2 separate regions of the Mus musculus genome follow, and region 1 is linked to region 2. A link is a contact called in public HiChIP or PLAC-seq data. All regions are on one chromosome and are shown on one strand. The core of a region is the stretch at or near the end of the contact, and the rest is flanking DNA. Distances in the headings are between cores, read along the strand shown. Region 1 overlaps Gm39614 (a long non-coding RNA gene). Region 2 holds the start of Adgrb3 (adhesion G protein-coupled receptor B3).

Evidence for each region. HiChIP or PLAC-seq counts read pairs in DNA pulled down with a chosen protein or histone mark.
Region 1: an H3K4me3 HiChIP or PLAC-seq map of neural progenitor cells shows a contact between it and region 2, with 59 read pairs. The contact joins the enhancer-like site here to the promoter of Adgrb3 in region 2. A contact is called at or near these places in 9 of 484 Hi-C or Micro-C datasets (cerebral cortex, cortical neurons, embryonic stem cells and 2 more), 4 of 115 datasets of contacts at active chromatin or transcription factors (astrocytes, embryonic stem cells and neural progenitor cells) and 3 of 9 other capture datasets (adipose tissue, liver and pancreatic islet).

Annotation. Positions count from the first base shown.
Region 1 is chr1:25,889,087-25,895,070 of GRCm38.p6, forward strand. Gm39614 (a long non-coding RNA gene) reads left to right here. Exons shown (of 3, transcript XR_865299.1): 3 at 3,192-3,219. Among named protein-coding and RNA genes, the nearest start is that of Gm31076, 12 kb to the right of the region's middle. Within about 2 kb of position 3,470, at least 25 of the 459 cell types and tissues checked have an H3K27ac peak or open chromatin away from gene starts, as enhancers often do. A contact at or near this core is called in neural progenitor cells and stem cell-derived neural stem cells, where this site is marked.
Region 2 is chr1:25,826,731-25,832,684 of GRCm38.p6, forward strand. It overlaps Adgrb3 (adhesion G protein-coupled receptor B3), which reads right to left and starts at 2,977. Exons shown (of 31, transcript NM_175642.4): 1 at 2,732-2,977; 2 at 1-45. The coding sequence starts at 30. It overlaps Gm9884 (predicted gene 9884), which reads left to right and starts at 3,700. Exons shown (of 2, transcript NR_169046.1): 1 at 3,700-4,311; 2 at 4,438-4,840.

The DNA of each region.
Region 1 (5,984 bases), core at 2,220-4,719, 63 kb after region 2:
AAAACGATCCTGAACAATATAAGAACTTCTGGAGGTATCATCATTCCTGACTTCACGCTATACTACAGAGCCATAGTAATAAAAACTGTGTGGTATTGACACACAAACAGACAGATTGATCAATGGAATCAAATCAAAGACCAAGAAATAAACCTATGAACACTTGGTTTTTGAAAAAGAAGCCAAAACCATGTAATGGAAAAGGGAGAGCATATTCAATAAATGGTGCTGGTCTAAGGGGATGTTTGCATGAAGAAGAATGCAAATAGACTCATGTTTATTAACCTCCACAAAATTCAAGTCCAAGTGGATCAAAGACCTCACTGTAAAACCAAATACACTATATCTAATAGAACAGGAAATGGGGAATATCCTTGAACTTGTCAATACAGGAGACAACTTCCTGAACAGAACACTAATGGCTCAGGCACAAAGGTCAAGAATTAATAAACCATACCTCATGAAACTGAAAAGCTTCTGTAGTCAAAGGGCACCATCATTAGGACAAAACCACAGCCTAGAAATTGGGAAAAAGTTTTCACTAACCCTATATCTGATAGAGGGCTAATATACAAATACATAAAGAACTCAAGTAGTTAGACACAACAATCCAAATAAACCTATTACAAATGCGATACCGAGCTAAACAGAGAATTCTCAACAGAAGTATCTCTACAAACACTTAAATAAATGTTTGAAATCCTTACTTATCAGAGAAATGCAAGTCAAAATGACTTTGATATTTTACCTTACACCAACCAGAATGACCAAGATCAAAAAGTCAATGATCAGCACATGCTGGTGAGGACATGGAGCAAGGGGAACACTCCTCCACTGCTGGTGGGAGTACAAACTTGTATAACCACTCTGGAAATCAATTTGGTGGTTTCCCAGATGATTGGGAACAGCTCTACTTCAAGATCCAGCTATATCACTCATGGGAATATCCCCAAAAGTTGTTCCACCATCCCACAAGGACACTTGCTCAACTATGTTCATAGCAGCTCTATTTGTATTTTAAAATTCTTAACTTTCTTTTAAGTGACCTTTTAAAATGTACCCCCCACACACACACACACATTTTATTTGTGAGCAAATGCAGACCATCATGTGTGTATGGGTGTCAGGGGAAAACTTGTAGGAATCACAAGAGAAATTATTCTGCTTTGACTTCCGAGCCATAAACTCAGGTTACTTGGCAAATACATTTTCCAACTGATTCTTATTATATTGTAGTTTTACATTTTGTTGTTGTTGTTGTTTTTCCTGTTATAAGGATTAAATTCACACATACTAGGCAAGGACTTAACCACTAGGCTGCATCCCCAGTCTTTTCTTTTTCTGAGTAAAAATTATAGAATAGTCTAAGGCCTGTTCATTCAAAATAGAAAATTTTATTTATAACCATCAAGGAATAATATATAAAATGTGATCCATGTTTTTTTTTTTCCCCAACCAGTTTTGGGAGTGACTTACACCAATTCTTTTTTCATTTTTCTTTTAAATTGGTTATTTTATCTATTTACATTTCAAATGTTATTCCCCTTCCCAGTTTCCCCTCTGAAAAACACCCTATCCCCTTCCGCTCCCCTCTGCTTCTATGAGAGTTCTCACAGACCTATCCACACACTCCTGTCTCACTACCTTAGCATTCCTCTACACTAGCGCATCTAGCCTTCACAGGACCAAGGGCCTTCCTTCCCACTGATACCAGATAATTCCATCCTCTGCTACATATGAAGCTGGAGCCATGGATCTCATGGTGTACTCTCTGGTTGGTGGTTTAGTGATAGGACTATTCTATGATCATTATTTAACTAACCAAAGGAAAAATGGGGCAATAGGACAAATGAATTTACAGTTGATTAAGTGTCAAAATTTTCATAATGAACGAAAATTATTTTAGTGTTTAGATCTTACAAGAAGGAATATTATGGAATAACTCCTAGTCCCATTAATTTACTTAGCTATAAAAAATATAAATCAATATCTTCAATGTGATGGTGTGGTGAAGTATCATTGAATCTTATAAATATATATATTTCATTTTCCTGCACTTGGAAGCTTACTATTCCACCATGAATTTGATCAATTTGAAGACTCATGATAATGTAATCCAGGCTGCTAACATTTTTTTATGAATTGCATTGTTTGTCATGTTCTTTCACACAAAAATATTCTAACTGACAGATAAATTGATACCTTCCATGTTGTTATGGCAACAACTTTCAGAATATCAACTGTGACAGTCATGTCTGTCTTTATTCCTGGAATTAACAATTGTCTCATCCACCGAGTTTGTGTTTAATAAGTTTATTTTGAACTGAAAATTTGAGCTACTTTATTGATTAAACTTTCATACAACATTATTAGGTTTAAGATGGACAGCTAATGACTTTGTTGGAATCATAGATTTGAACATATATGTGTACATCTACACACTGGTGTGATAACACAGTGTCCATATACACATATAAGAGGATGCACATGCTTATGTGTGCTTGTTGAACAATGGAAAAGGAAAAGAAGACTCTGGTCTTAAAATATCTAGACTGACTCAAAATTGTTAGGTTTTGATTATAGGTAGGAATTCATGCAAGATTATGTGCCCATGTGTATATTTGTTTAAATAAAATATTCTCAAATTATAGACACATAAATATATAATTAGGAAATATATGAAATATCTAATAGGCTATTTGGGGGGCTACGTCTGAATATATTATATAAAGTTATGATAATGAGAAACGTTCTCAGTCTTAAACATATGCAAGAGCAAATTTTGAAGCACTCAAATAAAAAAACAATAGCTCATATATAGGGTTGAGTATAGGAACAGTTTCTATTATCTTTTAAATAAATCACTTAAAATGAATGATTTCAGGCATAGGGGATGAAACTTGATTGTGCACAGCAATGCGGCAGTAGTGAAAGCACCTGAAACCAATGTTAACTTAATTTGGAACTACTGAAAATCTTTACCTCATATTTCTCTCTCCCTTTGAAAACCATGGAAACCAAAACATTGACTCACTTTTAAATACCATCTGAATTCTAGATGTTGCTAATTTACATATTCAATTTCTTTGCGGTTACTATACTGGCATGTTATTTTCCCCATCCTCCAGTTGAGAAGACTTGCAGAGACTAAACAAATCACTAATGTCTTTTTTCTCTCTCTCTCTCTTTAGCTCTTTGGAACACCACACAAAGTGAAGAAAAGCCTCTATAGGTTTTATTTAATCTTCACATAGTATAAATGATATGGGTCACTCCTTTATAAGAGACTTAATTTTTCCATGAAATACAGTGAAATAAGAATTATTTTGCCACAGCTACACTATCTTATATTGTTATTCCAACAAGAAATATATGATTGCTTAAGGAAACAGGAGCTGTGCATTCTTCAAGCTGCAGCGCTGACTCAGTCATGCAGAACTAACTTCCTGGCGGTCTCTGAATACACACCAAGCTGCTCTGTAGCTGTTGCTGACAATGAACTAGTGACTGGAAAAAGGAATCTTAAACACAGTCACATCTCCAGACTCTTAAAATCCTGTTCACAAGGCCTAATACACTGCAGAACGGGAATATGTTTAAAGAAAGTGTTTGAACGGTAGAAAAAGCATTTTATCTAATTTTTTTTTTTTTTTGAGAATTGCTAGGCAACTAAAACATTCTTTTTACATATATTCATTGGAGTACCACAATTCTATTGAGCCTTTCTAGTGGATAATTAATTGTTAAAAATTTGCTTATTCTATACTAAATATTCAGGAGATAGTAAATGAGGTAATTTATTTTTGGGGGGACCATTTACAGAAAATCTTAAATTGAGCAACTAGTTTTATGGGAAGTGTTACTGTGTGATACTTTGGAAGGAAGAGACCACTTTCATGGGTTGGTTTGCTAGTTAGTATTTATTAATTGAGATGATTCAAATGATTGGTTTTTGCTTAAAGTACAAATAGTGAAACCGGTTTGATTTTACAGAAAGACTTCAGTAGTTGGCAGGAAATCCATCTGAGAGTTCCATCATGGAGCTCAGCCCATGGTGCGGCAGGGGCTAATTGTGATGGTGATCCCCTGGCACAGAATAAGCCCTTTAGTAACAGGCCTTGCCAAGTTCATTTGGGAAACTACTTGTATTTAGGAAGTATGGTGAATCTTAGGGTGTGGGGAGAGACTTAGTAATGAAGAGCAGAGACTAATTGAAAAACGTTAAAGTCGAAGAAGGCATTAGATAAAATTGTTTCCATCATCTGCATTTTAATAATTAGTATAAAATCTAATTAGCGTAGAGTCGAATTGAATGAGGCTTTTAGCCAAATTTTATTGTCTGTATCATTGGGTAGGTATGGTTGGTATTTTCTAATCAGAATTAATCTTATTTTAAGAACTATGATAAAATACTTTGTGTGTTAAAGATATGGTAAAGAATTAAACTTGAATTAGGTCCTTAAAAGTGCACAATTAAGTTGATTAAGGTAATTTTATTAAGTTCAGGACAATGATTTCTTTTTATTTATTGACTTGGTCATTAGTTTTAAATATCAACAATTCTTTCACTGAATCTAAAATCCATAGAGCTCATGAACTTATTAATGTCTCACTTTTCCTAGTTTTTACCTCAGCAGATCCTAGAAACAGACTGTAAAATTCGTCAATTTTTAAAGTATGTACATTTTTCAAGGATTTCAAGTCAGTAATATAAAGCTTACTGTTAATATGTTATCTTTGCTAGTAGAAATTATGTTCTGGAAATATAAACATCTTTAAAAATCTGTATGTTCCAGTTTGTGACCACTCCTGAAAATGTGTTGTAAAGAGTTTAAAGAGAAATTTGTTTGTTGGATTGTAAAGTTTAAACACATCATTTTCCTTGTTATCTGGTATATCTCCTGGTCTTCATATTTTCACAGGATTCGGTTTAGAAAATTCTTCTGTTCTCACTTCACTGATTGCTATTGTTATCATGGCAGCTTCTCATCTTCCCATAACAGCATGTTAATCTATATTCTTAAATGTGTCAGTTAAGTTATAAAGGTCTGCACGTGTTATATTTTATTGGAAGGTTTTGCTTACATTTGATAGCTTTGAAATATTACTTTGTTTATGCTTTATATATTTAGCTATTTTTTTTTCAAATTTTCTGCCATGTTTTCTCACCACTTTAACGAACAGTAAAGGACAACAGTTACTGATTTGCCTTCCGGTCTTTCTTTTTGTGACTGTGACTCATTACACCTTCAGATTCCATAATTGGTACACTTTGTTTTTCTTGCCACAGGAGGGCATCTGTGATCCCACAGACCTAACTAGTGATTAGGTCAGAAAAAGATTTGTAATCTTTGCTGGGAGATGTGTGTGTGTGTGTGTGTGTGTGTGTGTGTGTGTGTATGTGTGTGAATCATTCATGATTAAGATTTTTAGAACTTTGGCTGTAGTTTTATTTGTCTTGATCACCATCAGAAGAATATGAAAGAGTCAAGTCAACATAAAATAATAGTAAGGGAATGAGAGTCTTATTTTTTCCGAGCATCGACCAACCTCCAAATCTCTTCATATGGGAAATAGTCATGTTACACGTCTTTTCTCATTGTATGCATCAGGAGACTCAAGTCACGACCCAAACAATGTCATATTTTGACATATTTTAAATCTTAAATCTGAGGAAATTGATTTAAATTTCTCTTTAAATTAATTTTATGTATTTATTATGCCAATTATAACATTTATTTGAAGTGATTTATGATATTTAAAAATATATTTAGATGATATTTTCACACTGGTTTAGCTGAAGTTCCAGAAAAAATTTGGCTAAGTTTAAAATGTTGGCTTCATCATTTTAAGGCCAGCATTACTTGTACTTGTGTTCAAGAGGACTGAGAACTGCTATTCTTTGTTTACATATGGCCAATTTATTATAGTATCGGTAATTATTTATATTATACTGAAGATTGTTGCATTTTCTATATGATTAT
Region 2 (5,954 bases), core at 1,727-4,226:
ATAAATCAGCAGGTTACGAACAGCCTTCATCCTATGTCATTTGGCCTGTAAGAATGGCAAAGGAAGTGAGACGCAAGCAGACGACCACAGGCATTGAAAAAACAAAACCCTTTCAATATTTCTGCCAGCTGTTTTCAAGAATTCCGTTTTTAAAAAAAAAGCCCTTTTTAAAAAAGAAGGGCAGGTGATTTTTATTTTATAACGCCAGGAAATTATCAGTTGCTGTGTGAAGAGCGCCCTCACGTGGTTGGTAGTGATGGACAAGTTCTCACCGTTCAATTTAAAAATAACATTTAATAGATTATTAATAGTTATGTCCTAATTCATCCACCAGGATTTCCTGCACATCCATTATCATTCTATCAAGTGAAGTGGGAAAGCATGGTGTTTTGTTCTGTTTTGTTTTGGAGTAGCAATAACCTGCATGTTAATTGCTGAGGTACTGACTTAAACTCCAGAACCTTCCCTCTCCCTCAGTCTTCTGCCTGCAGTAAACAGCAACACACGAAATCTAACCTGATAATCTGGAAGCAGCTGTCATCGCATTATTCCTTTCCTGTGGACTGTGAGAAGTAATCGTGGTAAATTACAGCCACAGCTTTAAAAGCAAAGACGATCATTCCTTCCAGATGGAATATCATCTCCCCAATGCCCCTACTTGCCTTTGCAGGGGCCACTGTGTGAACTGGTGAGACATTCCTGTGCAAAAAAAAAAAACCACTTGGGAATTCGTGGGGACGCGTCAGATTTTGAAGGAATCATCTGGGAGAGGGCATAGATGGGTAGATGGACCGGAAAGACCTGATGCTCGGCATCACCACTAAGTGTGAGATTCCAGGCAGTCATTTCATAGGCCGTGCCCTCCTGGGATGCATAAAGTGGATCGCTGTATTAGTATCTGTATCCAAAGGCAGTGTTGGGGGTGGGGGACCCCAGAACTGCAGCCACTGAGCTTGCCTAGGCTATGTTTCTCCAAATTATGGTGGTTTTAGTAAGAGTCATAGCTTATAAATTGGGATTTACACATAGTGCATGAAAAATCCTAGCATTGTGTTTGCTCCCTGGCCGACTTCAGTGGCCGAATTCCTGCCTTTCTAACAAGTGTTCCAGGTTGTTCTTCTTACATTGATTTTTGCCCCAGCTTTGCACAACCAAAGCATCCTTGATTATATTTACCTCTATAACTTATTAATCCCAATATAACTTAATTTTTTTCATCTTTAACCTTTAGAAAGTTATTCCTCAGAATGAATGACAATGCTTTTTGTTTTTGTTGTTGCTGTTCAGCCCTTAAGCTGATAAAAGTGATATCAAGTTCATTTTAAAAGGCTTTAAACTGAAGTCTCCTCCACCATTCTATACACAGAGACAGACAGACAGACAGACATAGAGACTGTTAAGAGTTTTCATGCCTTCTCTGTCTGGTCTTTGAACTAAAGCATACAACCTTCTTCTTTGCCATTGCATAACACAGCAACACATGCACTCCCAATCCAGTGACCAAAGTCCCTGAACAGATCTGCATTTCACAGAGTATGATTCAAACACTATGTCTTGACAGAGGCCAAAACAGCCCCAACTGTAAATCTCTACACAACAGCAGTTTAAAATAAACCCAGAGCTGATAGGACTATCAGAATAGCGTTTTCTCTTCCAAACACACAGCTCACTGAGTAATGCCTTTTCCAGTTGAAAATAAGTAAATAAATAAATAAATAAAGGTAATGATATTTTAGAGGTTACGTGTGTTTAAAAAAAATGGGAACAGTCTCGTGTGTGTGTGTGTGTGTGTGTGTGTGTGTGTGCACGCTGTAGCACTTTGCAGGCAATGCAGGTCTGCGCAGTGTTCTTCAGGATAGAGTGTAGGCGTTGAAAGCCGATGTGACAGTAAGTGTCTAAATTAGGAATTCCAACCATGAAAGGGGGCTTCATTTTATAATCAGGAACTCAAAAGGAGGTCGTATTTCTTTTCCTTATTAAAAAAAAAATCGGTATTTCTGCTTCCATTTATTTGGCAGTGGATGTCTGCAATAGTGTGCTTATCAGTGATTAGAAGAGAAGGGAAGAGCTGATTTCACATCTCTCTTCCACCCTTCATGTAACGCTCTTTATTTTTAACCATTCTTGGGGTACGAAGTCTTGTTTGTTTCTATATAATAAGAAATATGAATCATTGAACTGCCCCCACCCCCACTGCAGGCCCTGTTCAAACAACCGTATATCTGTCTAAGGAAAAATAAGGGCCAGAGGTTGCCTAAGGGATGGTCACTGAGGGCTCCAGAATGTTGTATTTATTTATTTATTTATTTGGCTCTTTCTGAGAGGCAAACCAGCACTGAGTTTAGCTATTCTCAAACTGATCTTCTGGGTGACACTTTAGTTTAGCCGAACATAGACGGCGCCATCACTCCACTGATTTTTTCCCCCAACAGAAGACCCAATCCTACTCTATCCTAACTTCCTTTTAACCTACCCCCCTCCGCCCCCGCTAAAATTACCTCAATCACGCACGAGTTGCTAGATTTTCTGGGTCTCTCTCCCTATTCCTTCCCATCCAGCACACCTCTTCAAAAACAGACTTCTCTTAACTTTTCAACTGCGGCGTTTTAGTAAGCTCAGAATCTTGCCATCCGCCAGCAACAGCCTTGACTTCCATCCCCCCAAACTGAGCCCAAGTCTCTCCGGGCGACCCCCCAGAAGACAGAGGTGACCCTTAGGCCCCTTTCCTTACCTTCCACTCCGAAAGCTCCGGGAGGCTCTTGATCTAAGACACCAGAACAGGCACACGTCCCAACAACAGTGATGGAGAGACTCCCCTTCGGTCCCAATCACCGTTGCCCATTTTTCCCCCCGGTTCAGCTTCAAATATTAAGATTTATGATTGGAAAAAAAATAATGCATGCAAACGAAAGGCAGAGGGAAAAAAAGGAAAAAAAAATAATAGGGGGGGGGGCGGTGGTATCCAGCGGCCAGAGCCTTGCGCCTTATCCAAGTGAATGAAGCCTTCAAAGGAGAGGCGGGGAGAGGCCCCCTGAAGGGAGACTCCACAGAAACACCAAACAGAAAAATGGAAGTGGATAAAGAGCGCAGATGTGTTTTCCCAAACCCACCCCCCCGCAACAAACGGATTGGCCAAGAAGCCAAAAAAGCGCTGAGAAGTGGCCGGCGGCGCTGGCTGGGGCGGCGTGTTGGGCGGTGGGCTGGTGGCAGGAGTGCTCCCGGCCGGTGGCGAGGCTGGAGCAGGAGCCGTTTGCTTGCTTGGTGCGCCCTCCTCCCCGGCCCTCCTCCCTGCCAGGTACTGATGGACGGAGCGCGGCTGAGGAGCTGGGGGTAAAATCCTGGGCTGGCGACGTCGGGAAGCTGTTTGAATGCCGGGCGAGGAGGGAGGCGCGCGAGGGCACGAGATAGTAAAGCTGTGTGGCGGGCGTGCGCGCCGGCGCGCGGCGCTCGCTCTCCCCGGGCTGCGCGCGAAGGGGGCCCGCGCGTTCCTCGGCGCGCACCCGCCGCTGGGCAACCCTCCCGCGCGCGTGCTCGTGGGTGCGCGCGTCCCCGGCGGAGCGCTGCGCCCGGACCAGAGTCCGGCCTCCCCCGCGGCGGGCGAGCTGGCGGGCGGGCGAGCGGGCGAGCGGGCGAGCGGGCGGGAGGGAGGACGGGCGCGGGAGCGAGGCGGGCGGGCGGGCGGGCGGGCGCGGGCTCCTCGGGGCTCTAGCCGAGCCCGCGCCCTGCTACTCAAACCCAAACACGTCTGGAAAACCGATCTTTTCTGCGCCTGGGAGGTTTTCGCATCCTCAGTTCCCACCGCTGAGGCTGGTCGCCACCAAGTGTAGGAGAAAGTCCCCAGGAGGAGAGGCAGGGGGGCGCGGAGACGGGAAGGCGACATGGAGGGGTAGGAAGTAAACGCTGGACTCGATCATCTGTCTGCTGCCATTCAGAGCGGACCTGCCGCAGCGGGAGAGCTGTCATTTCAGCACCGGGATTTAGCCTTGATCCAGTCTGCAGCTGAGGGGCCACAACTCAGCTCCCACTGCTCTTTGCCTCAGGCTGGAGGCTGGAACTATAGTTGTTCAGTTTTTTTGTTTTGTTTTGTTTTGTTTTTTGTTTTTAAAATCACAGCCAGACTGCAATTAACAGCTTATTTGTTCTGTCACGAAAGAGGCTTTGCCAGGACCACTGAGCAGGCTACCGAGGTCAGGCGTCCTGAGCTGCTCTCAGCATGGCGTTGGGACAATAGTGCGGGTTCTAAACTTTTGATTCGTTCTGGCTTCTTAATGCATTTATTCCTTGTCAAGTTTCCCCTCGTAGGAAGTTCGGGTAAGTGATGGGAAGAAATGAAGAAAAGCTACCTTTGTTGTCCGTTGAGAAGGGGGATAAGGAAGATAAATTTCTACACGACTCCACCGTTTTATTTACTTATTGTTTATTTTGCCTCTTGTACAGACGTCTGAAGATGCATCAGATAGACTTCACATGCACATGCAGGTCACTCGCCAGCTAGTTTGGTCTCTACTTGTGTACGCGGTTGGTGGTTTGCAAAACAAGTGTTTGAATAGTGTGCTTATGTGGTGGGAGGAGACATAATGGGTAATGCATTTGGGCAGAGTCCTCCTAAGGGTGAGTTGCCTGAGCAGCAGGTGAAGTTGAATGAAGCAATTTTCCATCATTTGCTCTACTCCCTCATTTGCATTTTTTGTTCCTCTTCTTGTTCCTCTCCCCTGGGGCAATTGCATAGCCAAGAACAGGATTTTCAAAGGAAGGCTATCATGAAAACAGGAAGGTACTGATGATCTTTTATGTACCAGAATTGTTTGAAATATTAAAATTGGCTCTTTGGCTCCTTGCATCTTACTGCATATTAATAGAATGACCCTCTTCAAGGCTTTTCTCTTTTAGGACAAGCATTGAAGTAACAACCGGTAAGGGAAACAGTTAATCACTTTCCAGCAGGCTTCAACAATGTTCCCAGGAACAAATCACCAGGGAAAGCAGCCTGGGTGGCATTTTGGTTTTGTGTCATTTCTGGTTCATTACAATGCTTTTATTCATTTAGGGGAATGTGAAAAGAAAATGCTCTCATATGTCAAATGCAAAATCCCAAACGCTGTGTATATAGTGAGCATATTTTCTTATTTAAAAAAGACTATTCTGCAGTATAAAAGAGGAAAATATTTCATTTATTTCAACTTTTGGGGTGAAAGTGGTCATAATATTTGCAAGACATTTGGGTAAATCTGTTATTTCACCCGGGGGGGGGGGGGAGTCGCAGTAAATGTGCCATAAAATGGAGAATAAGAAAATACTTTGTGTGGCTTGTACATACAGATAAAATAATGTAAGGATAGTTATAATTCTCACACAGTAGTGTCTTCTCACATTATCATTTAGCAGTGTGATCTTGATGTTTCTTAGAAATCTCTAAAGTCACAGCAGCGTGGAGTAAGAAAAACAGCCTAGGGGGACAATTTTAAAAGGCTTAATCCTTAATGGAAAGGAACACTCTTTTTCAGAATCATTTTAATTCAAGTAGGATGCAGGGCTGGGTCAGAAAGGAAAGCCACTCTTAATAAAGCGCTTCACCCTTCACACTGTTTCCCATAACCTTCATAAACTGCAGGCTACTGAGCTGGCCTGATGATGATCCTGCTGAGGTATATTTATAGCAGATGATTTGTAGATGATAAATATGCCAAGCAAGACACTTGGCTACAGTAACCCGGGGCTCATCTGACTTCCTGGGGGCGGAGGGGTGTCACAATCAAGAATAACAAGAGGGACTATATAAGGAGAAACTGGTCTCTAAGCCCTGACGACACAGTCCAAAGCCAACCCAAGAAGGCATCACATTGTTTTCTGCCTGCATGGAGTTCCGTGGGAAAGCTTTGCTGTCATTGACTCAATAACAAAAGGCAAACCAGTGTACACCGTGAGCTCTGTGTCTTCAGATTACAATTACCAAC